Regions from separate parts of the Zea mays genome. Here region 2 is linked to region 1. A link is a contact called in public Hi-C data. All regions are on one chromosome and are shown on one strand. The core of a region is the stretch at or near the end of the contact, and the rest is flanking DNA. Distances in the headings are between cores, read along the strand shown.

The links. Hi-C and Micro-C count contacts between places; a contact is called where the count stands out from the background.
Region 2: a Hi-C map of bundle sheath shows a contact between it and region 1, with 4 times the contacts expected there. The contact joins the promoter of LOC103626973 here to the enhancer-like site in region 1. A contact is called at or near these places in 4 of 25 Hi-C or Micro-C datasets (bundle sheath, leaf and seedling).

The regions. Positions count from the first base shown.
Region 1 is chr5:143,181,634-143,186,451 of Zm-B73-REFERENCE-NAM-5.0, forward strand. No RefSeq gene overlaps it. Among protein-coding and RNA genes, the nearest start is that of LOC100275108, 6.4 kb to the right of the region's middle. Within about 2 kb of position 2,143, at least 16 of the 20 cell types and tissues checked have an H3K27ac peak or open chromatin away from gene starts, as enhancers often do. A contact at or near this core is called in bundle sheath, leaf and seedling, where this site is marked.
Region 2 is chr5:143,259,087-143,263,904 of Zm-B73-REFERENCE-NAM-5.0, forward strand. LOC103626973 reads left to right here and starts at 2,275. Exons shown (of 1, transcript XM_020537726.2): 1 at 2,275-3,353. The coding sequence starts at 2,373. The coding sequence ends at 3,080.

The DNA of each region.
Region 1 (4,818 bases), core at 893-3,392:
GTTTATGGAGATTCCCGTGGGAAAGTTTTTTTGTCGCGGGGACGAAAATATGGAGATAAACCCGATGGGGAATTCTCCGTTGACATCCCTAAATGAAACTCACCATCTATTACGACATGGACCTTCACCTTGTTTAACTACAAGAGTACACGAACTATCTTTACCAATAGCATTTTTATATTTTTACCATCGTTTTTACCAACCGTCAATATGTAATGGATACATTATCGGACATAAAAAACAGCAAAACATTTTCTAAAATTATGAGGATAACTCCCCTAACACTGCCACACTAATTTCCCTATCATTTTCATCATTTTTGAATCAAATCAAATTTATATGTTTTATGAATGGTGAGATTCGAACTCGTAACCTCTCTCTCACATATAACCTTCTCTACCACTACACTACTACATCAATTATGTTTATATTACGTTTTTATTACTCATGTATTATAACAAACCGAGAGTAATTTGATTATTTGAGGCACTAAACAAATTCAATTGAAAATGTTGTCAACTATAAAGTTGCATAACTTTTGAATATCTATAAGTTCTATTTTGATAGTTTCTAGATTCGAGGCAGTTTACAAAATTTGAATTTCAAATTTGAAAACTTCACACGATTTTTTCTATGATATGATGATTTCAAATAAAAAATGACAATTACAAAGTTTCATTACATTTCAAGACCTACAACTTTTATTTTGATGGTTTTTCCATCTGAGGTAGTTTGAAAATTTCAAATTTTAAAATTCAAACATAGTTTTGCCGAAACACTATCAACTACAAAATTTCATAACTTTTCAAGACCTACAACTTTCATGTTGGTGGTTTTTCCATTTGAGGTCGTTTTCAAAATTCAAAATTTCATTTTTTAAAATTCAGACGTAGTTTCCGTTGACAAGATGCCTTTAAACGAAAAAGTTGCCGACTACAAAATTCTATAACTTCTCAAGATCTACAAAGTTTATTTTGGTTGTTTGGTCATTTATTCATCTCACATGATGGTTCTAACATTATTGACAAATCTTGTATATCTCTCTTGTAGTTTCATAAGCTACAAGAGAAATATAGGTTTTATGAACAAATTTACTTTTATTTTGTCATACGAAAAAACGATCAAAATATAAATTGTACATCTTAATAAGTCATAGAAATTTGTAGTTGATTTTTTTCATTTAAATTAATTTAACGCTTTAAAATGTGATTTTTAAAAATTGTCTTTGCCTAGTGTTAAAAAAACAATCGGCAAAGAAGGTGTTCTATTTTTGACACTCGGTTAACTCTTTGCCGAGTGTTTTTTAACACTCGGCAAAAAGCTTCTTTACCGAGTGTTTTATTTTACCGAGGGTTTTTGTTTGGCACTCGGCAAAGAGATTATTTGCCGAGTGCACAAAAAAAAACACTCGGCAAACACATTTGGCACTCGAAAAAGATTCGAATTCCGATAATAATATAAATGAATTCATTTTCTTGACATCAAAAGATGAGTTTTTGACCAACAAACATACTTTGAACTACTGGACCTCTCTAGTTTTTTACCAACAAATATACTTTTAAACTCAAAGCTTGTTTGTTTAACTTCAATTCGTATCAACTTTTACTGTTTATATACTATTTTTGTTATCTATAGACTGTGGCCGCAAAAGTCCAAACAAGCGGAACAACCCAGAATTCCCCTGCCTGCCGCTTGCTGCCTTCTTGGGAAGAATTGTATGCCGTGATTCTGTCCTGGATGAGCAAGGCCAAACCTGTCGTCGAGGGCGGCCGGTCAGATAGAACCGAGGCTTTCGTTCGCCGCCCCCACGCCGGTCAGAGGGAATGACCAGTAGTACTGACCATGAGTGCGTCGCCTCCGCGCGCTGAACGCGCCACGCGAGTACGCGACGATCGATCCCACTCCACTCGTACGCCGGTCCTGATTGAGATACGGTGGCGTGGCCTCACCAGTTGTTATACGGTGGCGTGGCCTCACCAGTCGGTCCTTGGATCAACGACGCGGATCAAATCAAGTAGTACCCACCCGCTGCGTTAAATCAGGACCGTGGATGTCGTTTCGGATGGCCACGATTAGACATAGCGCACCAGTTCGGATATTTAAATCAGATTCGTTGATATGGAAATCGAAGGCTTGAGTTAGATCAGTGATGTGGGAGCATCTACACCGTGAATCTGGGATCCATGGGACTGTATCGCATACCCCTTCATTTAAAGGATACGATTTAATCGGCGTCGTGTGATTATGATCCAACTGTTAAGATTTCACCATACCCCTTCGGGCCGAGTACGTTTTGCAAAAGAACCCCCATAGTTTCCGGTAACCAACCTACGATTCTAGTCAGTTGTAAAGTAATTGCGCTACAGCGCTAGGGCCCAGGAATTTACATATGGCACCCTGCAGTCCTCAGTAATGTTGCGCGCAGTACAAGGAAATTAGAAAATCAGATAAATTCATTTCGAAAATGATTTTTAATGTAAAAATAATTGCAGAAACTAGTTTAATTCATAGAAAATTCATTTTAACTCTTTTTTAATCCATTCCAGTTTCTATAATTTTGTATTAATATTGTTTACTACTTAGTAACACTGTTTTAGCATGAAACCCCTAAAAAAATTGATCACTTGATTAATTTTGTACCAAACACATAAAACCTTCGGAAAATCATAACTTAAAATCTGTAACTCCGAATTCAGTGATTCTTGTTCCTACAATCTCGTTTCGATGCATAGATTATTAATATGTATTATGTATTAATGTTTGATGTGATGTTAATTTATCCCTTGTATCATGTTTGTTTGTATTGTGGCGAGTAGACGAGCCAGTGGCCGAGGATACGTGTGTTCAGCAGGTAGAACTTGCTGAGCAGGAGCTCATTAAAGGCAAGTTGTTTACTTGACCACTTTTATTTACCCAATAATGTTCTCTATAATCATTTTATCATGCATAGGCTTAATTTTGATGGGACCCAATAGGTCACCCTAGTCTGATTATCTTTTCACCTTGTTTACCCCTGAATTTTTGGGTAGTCTTTGCTATGCTATATATGGTTTTGGGTGTTGAGATAACTATTACACATGATCATTCTTTATTACTATTCTATTTCTGTTCATGATAAGATCACTATGTTAATTAGAACATCGAGCTTAACTTGAGAAACACGTGCCACCACAAGGATGGAATGTGATGCCCTTGGCTGACTAACTAGGAAAGCTAGTGGAGGACTACCTTACCCGAAAGGGGCAAGGGCAGTAGGGGAGTAGGCGTGTAGGGAGGTTCTCGGGTTGATTTTGCTGTGATGGCGGTTAGACAGGGGATTCCTGCATTGCTCTTCCTAGAAACTGTAGCGGGTTTTCTGAAGCTAGTGGAACTTTATAAAGGCCTGGTAGTGGATCCCTAGCCATTCACCTCGGCAGTGTCTAAGGGTCTAGCTAACCCTAGCTAGATGGGATACACGACTTGTGGGTACAGGGTACAACCTCTGTAGAGTGTAAAACTGGTATACTAGTCGTGCTTGCGGTCATGAGCAGCTCAAGGCTCTTGCATAATTAATTTATAGAATTAAATTCAATTTGTCATTTGCATCGCATTGAGAGTTATTATTAATTTTGATCTACTATTACTCTGGTTTGGTATCTACTTACATTTAGTAACTGCTAATAAAACCTGACCAACTTATTAAAAGCAATGCTCAGCTTTAACCCTTATTTATTGGTCAGCCTTACACTTCACATGAACTCTCACCTTTGGTGAGTTCATGCATATTATTCCCCACAACTTGTTGAGTTATGATCTTTTGTGAGCTCACCCTTGCGATATATAATCCCCCCCACAGGAGAAGAACAGGCAGTCCAGGAGGAGCCTTACAATGAAGAATACGAGCTTATCTAGATGGCATCTCCCAGTCAGCTTGTTGGCGCCAAGGAATAATATTTAGTTCGTTTTATTGTCATCATTTATTTTTGTAAGACTTCTGCTATGTAATAATGACATTTATGATATTTGTGACATTTATCTCTATACACTTTGTCATTATATGTGATGTTCTTCTTTGTCGCACATATGAGACGCACCTGGCTTTAGGCTGTCCGCAGTGGGAGCTCTAAACCAATGCGCTATGCTGATACAGCTACGTATGGAGTAAAAAACTCCTGCAGCGGAGCACCTCAACTGCCACCCTAAACGCAGACAAGACAGAGAGTACGCCATATATAGAGTCCATACACTTCTACTCTAGTTCTCTCTCCGTTGTGGCATTTTGGCCTGTGATTGGTTGATCGTGGTCCGGAGGTAGGTGCTTGCCTGTATGTGCTGTGTTGGCATGAGGAAAGAAATGATATAATATATGTTAGTTGATATAGAGTAGAGATTTAGAGTAAATATGATTGCGGAGGATTATAGAATAGAGTAGAGAATCTCGCTGACCAGGATGAAATATTCCTTTTAGAGTAGAAATTTAGGGTTCCATGAGTGCGGATAGCCTTATCCCTTAAATCCGGGTGTGACAGGAACCTAATTTTCCTATGGGATTGCTATTTTCCCATGAGAAAATGGATTAATTTTCCTTGGAAAAATGAAAATTCCTTGAAAAAATGGAGTTTCCAAACTAGTTCTAATAGAGAAATTTTTTATGGGTTATTAAGTATCGGGTCTCCCATTAACATGTCTAGACTCCGAGGTCTTCAGAATTGAACGCCTGAGAGCTCGGTCCTAGCGTGAACCTGTCGTGGCCGCGGACGTGAGTCACAGGCAGGCGTGCTAGGGTTGGGGAAAAATCATTTTTGTCTTTATTAATTATTATATAAGAACTAGTTCTGA
Region 2 (4,818 bases), core at 1,025-3,524, 78 kb after region 1:
AGTACTGCAAGCAGCAAAGCAGGGGAGGTCAGGTCGGGTGGCCACTAGCTAGGTAGGCTTGGACATTGGTACGATGGGACCTTGCTCCTAGTTGTCTGTCCTTGCATGCGGTGATGCCTGAGGGTGGATTGAAGCCTCGGACGACGGACGACATACGACGCAACAACGAGGCCAGATGCAACGCAATGACAGTTAGTCAGTCAAGTCTGGACACCTAGCTACGACGCGGAGCCACGATGTCTCAACGGAGGTGCTGGTGTCTTCATGGCACGTGGGGCTGCAAGATGTGACCACGACTTGGTTGCTGGCGCATCTGGTGGCTCTGCCAATGTGCGACTACAATAGGGTTTGTGGATTTTTTTGTCATGAGGTACTAACATGGACTTTGTCGTTCTATTGGGCTTCATGATCCACGACAAACGATTGGATTAGTTAGGTATGAAAGGTAGGAAGGAGATATTTTAGTCTAAATTAACAGAATTCCTTTATTTATTTGATTCATTTTTTTATTTTTCATGCATACACTATATACATGTATATATATTGAAGTTATTTTGCCAAAAATAATGGGTATTCATTTGAATACCCTTGAATTTAATGGGGCTCGCCTCTGATAGAAACTGAGTGTATGTTTATAATTTTATATGAAGTTGACACTGTGCCATCACTATAAGTAGGAGTACATGCCATATGCGTGAGGACTAGATTTTTCGGGCCGAGAACCGTCGACCTCCGAAGCCGTATTTTTCATCTTCGTGCTACTGTGGTCGTAGTCGAAGGTACTGATGTAAGTACTTGTAGACAAAAGAACAATAATGAAAGAGAGGGCTTGACCGCCACACCTTCGTATCCAATCTCGTTATCTTCCCCTCTATACATTATTCATGAATAAAAAACCTTCGTCACTTCATCTTATCCCTCGGTAGGAAGATAAATAGTGTTGTCCTGTTTTTTTTTCAGGAACTAAAATAGATGACCAACAAAGATCTCTTCCCATATCGCTTCAAATACAAGGTACAGTCTACACTAAAATTAAAAAAACAACTTAGAGATTCTGCGGTTGGCTTCTCTTGTTCTCAAACAAGCAAAGTTGGTTCGCCATCAACGACCTGACAGATCTTTCCAAGCCAGCGAATGTGGGGGAGAAAATGCAGTCGTTCAGTCGGCCAGTGGCTCTGGCACACAAACCTGTCGAGGCTAGGGGGCGGCCGGTAAAGGCCAAGAGATAAAACCGAGCCTTTCGTCAACACTGAGGGCTAGTTTGGAAACCCTAATTTTATATTAAATTTTTATTTTCTCAAAAAAAAATAATTCATTTTCTCTTGGAAAAATAGAAATCTTTTAGAAAATTAGGATTTCTAAACTAGTCCTGAGAGTCAGACTAACCGCAGTGGTTGACAGGGGCGCCCCTGCGCGCGCAGCACGGTACCCTGCAAACTGTTTGGTTCGGCTTTTCCGAGAATCTAGCTGTGGAGAGAATCCGACTATGTAGAGAATTTGAGTATCATTAAGATTACGTACGGAGGAAGATAAAGTTGTCCATGGGGCTCAGGATCTATAAAGTGATGGATTACTACTATTGCGACGACTCAACCGATTATATGTTTATGTTGATTTTAATGGTTTTTATCCAAACGAATTTTATAGAAGCTAGCTGAAAAGCTGAGTGTTTGGCAGTTCGCATTAGCTTTTGGTGGCTAGAAGCTGCGAAAAGCCGAAACAAACAGGGGCAAAGCCCCCGAGGCGTCGGAAGTGAACAGAAACACGTTGCTGCCAGCGAGTCCGCCGCCCCTTTCACCGTTTATTTGTGCGGTGGTTTTTTAATTTGTGAAGAAAAAAATGGTAATAAATGATGAATAGGGTTGGATAATGATATTTTATAATTGTATTGAGATATAGTGGAAGAATATAGAAAAGACTTCTGCGGGAAATAAAAAAGTATAAGATAAAATGTGATGATGTAACGCGAAAATTTGATATTGTGAGAGAAATTTAGAGGAACCGCTACGGACAGTCTAAACCGTGGTGCCTCTACATAGCAATAGCAATACATCGTCGCACAACTTCCGGTGGTGGGCTGGTGTTGCCGTGTTGGACACGTGCCTGTACTTTGAAAATTGGAGATCAAAACTGGTGCACGTGGATCGTGCACGTTCGGTTCCTGGGACACGGACTGGAAGGCAAAGTGGGGACCACCGCACCGCCGGCATGTCCTGTCCGCCGGGCAGGCATAGTGGCATACAGCCTCTGCCTGCAGGCTGCATCTTGTATAAATAATAGATGGCCGTCTCTGGGAAACAAGCTATCCGATTCCTATAAACTTCACACTGAGCAGCAGGTGAGCAGAACGAACGGGGGAACAGCGCGAACGAATGGCAGGCACCGGCCCTATTCCGGGGGTCATCGTCCTGGCTCTCGGCGCCGGGGCGCTGGGATTCCCCGACGCGCTGCGCCAGCTGCTCGACGCCGTCGCGGGGCGGCCGCGAAGCCCACTCCTCGACATCGCCGCCTGCGTGCTCGCCATGGCCGTGGCCACGGCCTACGCTCTCGGCACCATGCTGCTGGCGCGTTTCGTCCGCAAGGCGCCCGGCGGACTCGGAGCCGCCGCGGGCGTGGGCGGTGACGCGCCGCGCGCGGACCTCTTCGCCCTGCTGACTCTCGTCGTGTCCCTCGGCGCTGCCCTGCTCGTCTCCGCGTGCCTCTTCCTGACCGCGCCCGGCGCCGGCGGCCTGCTCTACCGTACTGTCGACGTCCTCGCCGGGAAAAGCGGTGTGGTATCGGCCCTTGTCGCCGTCGCCGCCGCCGCCGCCATCCCCTTCGTCAGGCGTGTGCTCTGCGCCGCCCCTGCTTCGACCCGGATCCTGGGCTTCGCGGTCGTGGGGCTGTTTGTCCTCGCCGCCTTCGTCCTCCTTCCCACGCTCGGTGGCGGCCTCTACAAACACCGCGTCAGCGTGTCCGTCGGCGTCATGGTCATGGCTCTCGCCCGCCGCTTCGGCAAGCTGGCGCGGGCGGCGTCGCTGGCCATCGTCATCGTCTCCTTCGCCCTCATCGGCCTCCTCACAACCGCGTGTGCCAAGTGATGATGCTCTGCTTCATGTCGTGTCCTGCTGTCTAGTCCGCCGTCGCCGATACGTGGCCGCGGGGAGCTGCATTTGCGTGTGGCCGCTGCCGTTCGTTACCAGACACCACTGCATTAGTTAGAAGGTTCTATTATTCGGATACTATTTATTCATGCCCAAATACCATCACTATTACGCTACTATTGTCAAGGTATTTCTGCAGTTTATCGGCTTGCCGTAGGTAAGATTCCAGAAATGGGGAAAAAAATGAAGAAAAAAAAAGACTTGCACGCGCGGGATTTGTCGGCCGTGGATCTTTCCAAGCCTCCATTTTTCCTTGCTTGCTTATCCGACCAAGCGTCACGGCTGAGGGAAAAGAAGTCGTCAGCCAGTGGCGGCTGTGGACCTGTCTCCCACGCAAACGTGCCCAGGCCGGCCGGTCAGGGACAGGATGTCCGAATCGAACCTTTCGCCACCTGCTACCCCGGTGTTTGGTTAGTTTGTGACGTATCAAATGTTTAGAGTTAATTCCCTCTATGCCACTAAAAATTATACTGATACTTTACGTGTCATTAGAAATTATAGCATTCCTTCTATACCATCAATTTTAGATTTTGTTCCCCTCTGTGCCATTGCGGTCAACAAGCCGGCCAACGCCGTTTGTTGGTGTAGCTGGACCCACATGGCATGCACTAACCCCCTCCCATCATCTCTGTTTGCTATGACCGGTAAGGCCCAAGGCGAAGCAGCATGGGCCGCGCCCAGCGCCCCCGTCGACCTAGAGCGTGCGTGGTGGTCTTGTCGACCTCAACTCGACGTCGGGGACCAGGCCAAAGCGAGCCAAGGTTGTTCGACGGCGACGGGGACCAAGCCGAGGCAGACCGGTACTTCCACGTTCGTTCGCAAGCCCGCTCGTCAAACACCTTGCTTGCATGAAATGGTGAACCATCACATCATCGACGCCATCCATCCATCTGTGCATGTCCCTCCCGTCGAGTGTGCGTGCGTCCGAGCGATCGAGCGAGCATGCGGGCCGACCGGTCCTGTGCGTACGTGTTGTAACCTCGTGGCCGGTGGTGGATGGCACACGCGAGGCGAGACTGCCTACACCTGCATCTGCAATCTGCATGTATGGAATCCGAAAGGCGGCCAACTGCCTGAGCCTCGAGCTCGAGCGTACGTGATCGAACGAAGTGTGCGTGCAACGGCGACGCGACGTGTGAGAGGATCGAATCAGATAGGGAGTGTATCTGCTCTAGAAGAAGCGCGTCTCATGCATTTGTCAGCGAGTGGCAGACGTTGAGAATCGAACAAGAGAACAGGAGGGGACTGTACGTACAAGTATACTACATGATGGTTGGTTCGTATTGGTGCAGTCTGATGGATCCATGCCTGCTGGCATTAGCACCTGGCAGCTCAGATCAGCTGGAGCTGGTCATTCTCTCGTGCATGCAATGGATACGTTGCAGCATGCGATCGTCATCTTGCATTGCTAGCTCTAGCGAGGCACGTCGCTAGGCTATGACACAGGCTATGACACGTGGACCCGTACACCATTTAACAGCGACATGTAACAACAATGGCGTTGAAGGGATGGAAATATAAACCAGTGGCTTTGAAGGAAATGTATAATTTTAGATGGCATTGAAAAGATCGGTATAAATTTTGATGGCATTAAAGAGATTTTCTCAAATGTTTAAAGGCCGTTTGGTTCACCGGGGATTCTGAGAATTCATAGCGAGCACTTTACCCAACGCAA